2 separate regions of the Salvelinus alpinus genome follow, and region 2 is linked to region 1. A link is a contact called in public Hi-C data. All regions are on one chromosome and are shown on one strand. The core of a region is the stretch at or near the end of the contact, and the rest is flanking DNA. Distances in the headings are between cores, read along the strand shown.

Region 1 (3,509 bases), core at 645-3,144:
CCTCAATCATATAGGCCATTAGGGTCCACTACAGGGGAAAACAGATGATGATATGGGCCACTTTACCAAAGCCACTAGTCTAAGAAAACCAAAATACAACACATTTTTTTCTTCTGACTATTGAAGCAACCAATAGATTCTTTATTGAAAAGTGTTGTCTCTCTCTGTGTGTGTGTATGTGTGTGTGTGCCATCTCACCGGGGCACCAGTGAAGCCGATCAGAGGGACCTTGCCATCCAGTTTGTGGCGTGTCAATGTGATGGCCTTGAAGACATAGCCCAGCTCCTTGTTGACGTCCACCTTGTGCTGCAGGAGCAGCAGGTCTTCTGGCTCCTTTAGGGGCTCTGGGAACGTAGGGCCCTTTCCTGCCACCATCTGGACATCCATACCCATGGCCTGGTAGCAGGAGCACACATAAACCCAGACATTCATTGGGCAGTTCCATTCCTCATACTGTATCTGAGTTATGTATTTCCTCCTCTCCACATACTACACAAAGAGATGACCTTCTTACTGTACCTCATGTCATCTCTTTGTCTAGTATGTAGAGAGGAGGAAGAACACTTGTAACTGAATTGAGTAAAGTAATGGCAAATAAAAATATTTGTCAGACAAGGACTATTCTTACCTGTGGGATAACCAGGATATCTGAGAAGATGATGGCAGCATCAAATGGGAAACGTCTCAATGGCTGTGAGAAGACAACAACAAAAAATAGGTGAATGTTATCAATCAAGGCTAAGATGTTTTGTAGATCGTTTTATACCTGTACTGCTTAGCTACCTGGAGAGTGAGTTCACAGCAGGCTGCAGGTGACCGACACGTTTCAAAGAAGTCCTTCCCAGCTCTGAACTCACGGAACTCTACAAACAGACATGTCAATACCAGCAACTCATTAAAAGATGGATGGGTCCATTCAAACAATAACAACTTACTCATATTTGATTTAGCCTAGTGCTTGTTAATGTTAGTCTCTTATGTCAATGAAGAGAATATGAGGGTGTAGTGAGGCCCACCTGGCAGGTAGCGTCCAGCCTGTCTCATACACCACACAGGAACATGGTTGGTCTCCTGGCCTTGGCATGCACGGAGGAATGCATCATTCTTCAACTTAGGGAAGTCTTTGGGGCTAAAAACGAAATATCATGTCAAAGATGGAATGAGACCATATGAGGTCATATTCTTATCAGAGGCAAGGCCTACTCCTCCCCTTATCCTAGTTATCGTGTTGGCCACCCACTATAGCGTGCTGTAGGAGCATGTGATCGTAAAAGATAAGTCCCCCCTCTCTGTTCTCAGCTGCACATTGTGAAACGGTTGAATGAAATTATGCAGGTTCTCTCTTTCTCATGCAACTTCATAGTGACACTGTCACAAATGCTTTATGTACCAAGCCTAACCCCTGACAATACTTCAATGTGACATGCTGCAAGTCTTCATCGTGTTCCTTTAGTGACTCTGTTAGCAGTTAACTAGCTAGCTTCTTAGCACACAATTAAAAAAAGAACTAGCTAGCTACAATCAAGCATTAGAAGAACACAAACAACACTGCATGCACTTGAATGTCGACGTAATAGATAGATAGCTAATGGTTCAGTGTTTTGTAACGCTACGAATAAAATGTATATTATTCTATACAAGCTAAATGGTAAGCTAGTTAGTCGGCTAACAATTGCTTGCTTTAGAGTATCTAGGTATACAGAATATACGTACAGTATTAGATCGTCATTTTCCATGATGGGACAGATGATACAATGGTTGAGAAAGTGTAGAAATGATGTTTACTTGTCCTAGATGTCAGTGGCACAATGCTGTCTGCTTCTTAACTGTCATCCAGAATGTTGTACAACTAAAATTATGTCACACCCCTCGGTTACAGGGCGCGGCCATCTTTAGAAAGTCACGTGACCACTATGGTTACGTTTCAACTTTTTGCCTCGCGATCCCCGAATCTTGAATGTTGCGCACTGTGATATCGGTAGTTGTCCGTTTATAACATCTTTTGATTGATATTTTTCATGTTTTGTAAGTTAATTCACTGACTCAAATGATCTGATTTTAAATCAGATCTCACATCGCATGGAGAAGTGAATTAACTGAAAAGCGCTAGTACAAAAAGAGGACATGGAACGCCACTTGTCTTGTCTGAAGATAAATACTTATATTTCTGGCATAGATAGTATATAATATAACTTTCTAGTGCTGATGACACTTTTCAAATGACTTATTATAGGCCAAAATTATGAAATATCTGCAAATAAGTATTTTTATTGATACATATCATTTGCATTTATTCAGGTTAATACAATCACAAACACGTGATGTCACACATCAATATCTCATTGCAAATAAAACTAAAATACAACAAATATACATGAAATAAATCATTAGTCTCATTATTTTCGTAATTCAGAAAATAACCCAAAAGACCAGCTGCTAAAATAAATCAATGTACCTTGAAATATAAAGAAAAATAGAAATGTAATAGATGAAAAGGTAAGCATCTGTACTGGTAAAATGTATGCTTGAATTCAACATGGCAAACAGATATGGCTAAAGTGATAATAAATATGTGGTAGAATGTCTATTTTGTGCTGTTGAATGTGATAATTATTCGACAGGTTTGATCAGAGTCAGTCAACAGTAAGCCATTTGTTATTCGATCATTTTCCGTGAAATGCTGAAATGCACAAGCAGGTCTATACTTCAATATGAAGTTGAATTCATAGATTCATCTTTAGCTTGCTTAACAAATAAACAAGCAGTCAACTTGTCCGACAATATCTACTTCCACTGAATAGCTGATATTGTTGCTGGTGGATTGACTATTTCATAATGAAACTAGCACATTGGCAGATGTATGTACATCCCAAATGACACCCTATCCCCTACATAGTGCACTACTTTTGGCCAGAGCCCTATTGGGACTCAAACATTGACTTCCTAGGGCTGCTGTTGGTACTGGCCCTCTGTGGCGGTGTAAAAGTCATCTAGGACACTCTGGATGTAGTCAAATGTAGGCCTGTCATCTGGCTTGCTCTTCCAACAGCTGGTCATGATGTCATAGAGCTCGGTGGGACAGTTCTCAGGGCGGGGCATTCTATAACCTCTCTGCACGGAAGTCATCACCTCACCATTACTCATCCCTTGAAAAGGAAAAAGGGAACAGAAAGATTCAGAAGTGAGGCGAAGCAGATACTCTGAAATGCAGTTCGACCCAAATTGAAAAAAGCAAATGTGACCAATTCTATTTTCTGTGGGGAAAATGGTTGATCAATAGCGGAAAAAATACAAATAAAGTCAGCAGGTATTTGGTATTTCCTGACGCATCACAATAAATACCATCAAACCAAATACAGGGTCCTTCTCTGGAGAATACCCCTCAACGATCTCATGCAATATCTGTCATTAACCAGCAGATGGCGATAAATATATGTTAACGCCTATTATTTCGTTCATTCAAGCTCTATATTTTGTCAGCATATCGTGGGGAAATCAGGCTTGAGTAG
Region 2 (3,368 bases), core at 744-3,243, 140 kb before region 1:
AGGTTTTCGCCTGCAAAATCAGTTCTGTTATACTCACAGACAATATTCTGACAGTTTTGAAAACTTTAGAGTGTTTTCTATCCTAATCTGTCAATTATATGCATATTCTAGCATCTGGGCCTGAGAAATAGGCCGTTTACATTGGGAACGTTATTTTTCCAAACATAAAAATTCTGCCTCCTAGCGTCAAGAAGTTAAACAATAAATAAGTCATTTTTTCAACTTCCACTGTCCTCCAAGAGTAACTGAATTACTTCTTCACTTCAATATGACAGATAAGAGCCATCAAAGAGGCCCAAAATACTGTCATGTTGTTTCTCAAAATGATACATCTCTCATGAATAAGGAATGGGCTTGTATTGATTGAAGGAAACCCGTCAGCCCTAATCTAAAGCTTATCACTGCTCTTTGACTTTAATGGTATGAAGTATCTATCAGGTTTTATTGAGACATTTTCTATCTACAGAGATCTTTAGAACTGGTGTGACACCTCATTCGTGTGGCCATGTAATGTATCTCTCTCCTATCCCCTCCTCTCTCTGACAGATGTGGGAGACTGACGTTCCACATAGTCCTACCCTACAGCTTCCTCCACTACCCCTACATAGAGGCAGCCGTCAGAGCCACCTACCACAAGGACATCTGTGGCAACTGCACCGTAAGTGAAAGCACAATTCTTAAGGGAACTGCAGACATTTCATTTCAGTTTGGCTTCTCAATTGAAAACACTACTGTCTGCAGAAGTGCTCCATAGAAATACAATTACTAAAACAGGAAAACACCACAGACTCTTCTCTTTCTAGTAATTCTCTATGATTCGGCTTTGTAGCGTAATAAAGGTTCTGATTAGTGAACCAAATAATAGAGATCTCTCTGCGGATCTCCTAGGTGTATTTTTAGCTTGTACCTATTTTGTTAACTTTAGTTTGTTCTACTCTTCTACAGGTGGACTCCAACACAACCTCCTCAGCTGGGTGGAACAGCACCCAGAGAAACGAGACACTGAGCAGTTCAGAGATGCGTGTTAACGAGACAGACAGCACAGTGGTTGATACAGTGAGGTCTATTGATGTCGATACCGTCAGCAACCCAGTTCCAAATTGATGGACGCCAGATGTCGTCTGAGGGGGGTGGTAACATGTCACACATACATCACCAGCATCATCAGTACCCCCACCACCAGCAGCATCATCAGCACCACCACAATCATGGGTCAGATGCAGATAAACAGGACTCCAATTAACATTGTCTGTGTCGTTTCTGAGATGAGTAATTGTTAATTAGCATGGTGGTGGCTTGTGTCAGTGACTTGACCGTCCGATAAATAGTTTTGTATGAATTAAATTTGATTTTGTCTGTACCTGTCAATTGTGTCTGATAAGGCAAACCTGTACAGTAAACTGGAATTATTTAGGCCCTTGAAATACAGTATGTCTTCCCTACATGTGGTCTGGTGACAGGTCCTGCTCTCCTCTGCAGTTTATGAAGTCTGCAGGTCAAACCTTACGGAGGTGTCTGTAGACAGATGCTGTGCTAAGGAAAGTTGGACTGACAGTCACCGAACCCATGCAGGGCAGTGTGCATGACTTCAGGGTATACTTGTCAACGTCTTGACTATATTTCCTATTCATTTTGCAACTAATTTCATGTATGTTTTCATGGAAAACAAGGACATTTCTAAGTGACCCCAAACTTTTGAAAGGTAGTGTATATATACATATATGATATATACATTCCGGACTCCGACATAAGATTTACGTTCCAGGTTGCTGGTTGTTCCATGGTTAGATACTGGTTATTCACAAGCAGGTAGCCTACGCCTACTATGTTCTATATAACTAATCTGAATTCACAATTAAACTTATGATTATGTTGTTGTATTAATGTAATCAAAATCATTTCAATATGTTGTGTTTCTATGTTATAAAGGGTGGGGCAGGGTAGATTTATTTTGCTTGTCTGGAGCAGTGGTGGGAAAAGTACACATAGATAGCCTAGGGCTCAGCTATAGGCTAAAATACCATGCACAGCAGGTGGATTACCTCATTGCCGCGGGGGGTGATGGTAAACGACAATTCAGCTCACTCATATCGCCATCAACACTCAGAGAGAATGCTGCGCTGGATGGCGGACAAATTCAACCATGGTTAGATGGTTTGCGACCATCAGATCTGCAATTTGTGCATTCCGGTCGATGAGTGCAGCCTACGAAGTAAGTTCTGTTAATCTCGCACCTGAAAATAGACAATTACAGCCTATTATAAATGACTTTCGTATGACAAAATCAGTTAGGCCTAGCCTAAATAGTTATTTTGTCATTCCTAAAAGGAATGTCCCTCTAGCCTAGACTGTAGTGGTATAACCAAGAGAAATACCTTCATAATTGTATCATCACCATTATTATCTATACCACTATTCATGCCAACACCTTGTTATTTCATAAAGAGCTATACACACTTCTGTGAGAGAGAAAAAATCAATAAAGTGTAACTCTTGTAGGCGACAGAGAGTTAAAATACAGAAGAGGTTATCCGAGGTTCAATATGCTGTGTCGTTGTGTCAGGGATTTTCTAAATCCTCCTGAAGCAAGAAGCTAAACCTACTTTAGCTTATCCAGCCGGCCGACTGATTTGAGTAGCCTATCAACAAAACGTCTCAGATACAGTATTTCTGTGCTTGTTTTGCAATTGTGACCCTTTTCATAATTTACCAATCTGACGTTAGGTGGCAGTACTGTCGCTTGCATAGACATCCTTCTGAAATCTGCTTATATGAGTTATAAAATGTAAACTTCTAGGAGCAAATAATTCACACCAACTATTTGGATAGCTTCATCAGAGTGAATATTTACTTTATATAATGTAAAGTGATAAAATGCATTTAACTCATCATATAATGCATTTTTGCAGCGTTTAGGGATGGCCACAACATGGCAGAAAATCCAACTGTTCTACCAAGGGGTGCTAGATAATGGAGGTAACTGTGCCCAGCTTCTAAAACCAGACATTGCTGACTGAAGTTACCAGTACAAGACCAACATATGTAAATCATTGCTTCACCTATCCATTTTCTTATCCTATAGTAATGCGGTCTCTGTGTGCTTTCAGACAAAAGAACTGACAGCTGGTTGCTGGTGTACTCACCTGTGCCAATCACTTGCATCTTCCTGTGCTACCTGCTCCTAATATGGGTGGGCCCCAAGCTGATGGCTCAGAGACAGCCAGTCAACCTCAAGCCTGTGCTCATCATTTACAACTTTGCTATGGTCTGCCTGTCTGCCTACATGTTCTATGAGGTATGGAAACTGGAAAGCATGGATAACGTGTAGCTATTTTACTCATATTGGATGTGCTTTGGATCTATTGTAC

The links. A called contact is a pair of places that touch in the nucleus more often than the background predicts.
Region 2: a Hi-C map of red muscle shows a contact between it and region 1, with 5 times the contacts expected there. The contact joins the promoter of LOC139550770 here to the promoter of LOC139550767 in region 1. A contact is called at or near these places in 2 of 3 Hi-C or Micro-C datasets (muscle and red muscle).

What each region holds. Positions count from the first base shown.
Region 1 is chr23:29,878,677-29,882,185 of SLU_Salpinus.1, reverse strand. It overlaps LOC139550767 (uroporphyrinogen decarboxylase-like), which reads right to left and starts at 1,894. Exons shown (of 10, transcript XM_071361899.1): 1 at 1,714-1,894; 2 at 1,017-1,129; 3 at 784-863; 4 at 629-691; 5 at 199-396; 6 at 1-28. The coding sequence starts at 1,736. It overlaps LOC139550763 (tyrosine-protein kinase Lyn-like), which reads right to left. Exons shown (of 13, transcript XM_071361894.1): 13 at 2,241-3,146. The coding sequence ends at 2,944.
Region 2 is chr23:30,020,445-30,023,812 of SLU_Salpinus.1, reverse strand. LOC139550770 (very long chain fatty acid elongase 4-like) reads left to right here and starts at 1,993. Exons shown (of 8, transcript XM_071361904.1): 1 at 1,993-2,212; 2 at 2,910-2,976; 3 at 3,108-3,295. The coding sequence starts at 2,144. It also overlaps the pseudogene LOC139550771.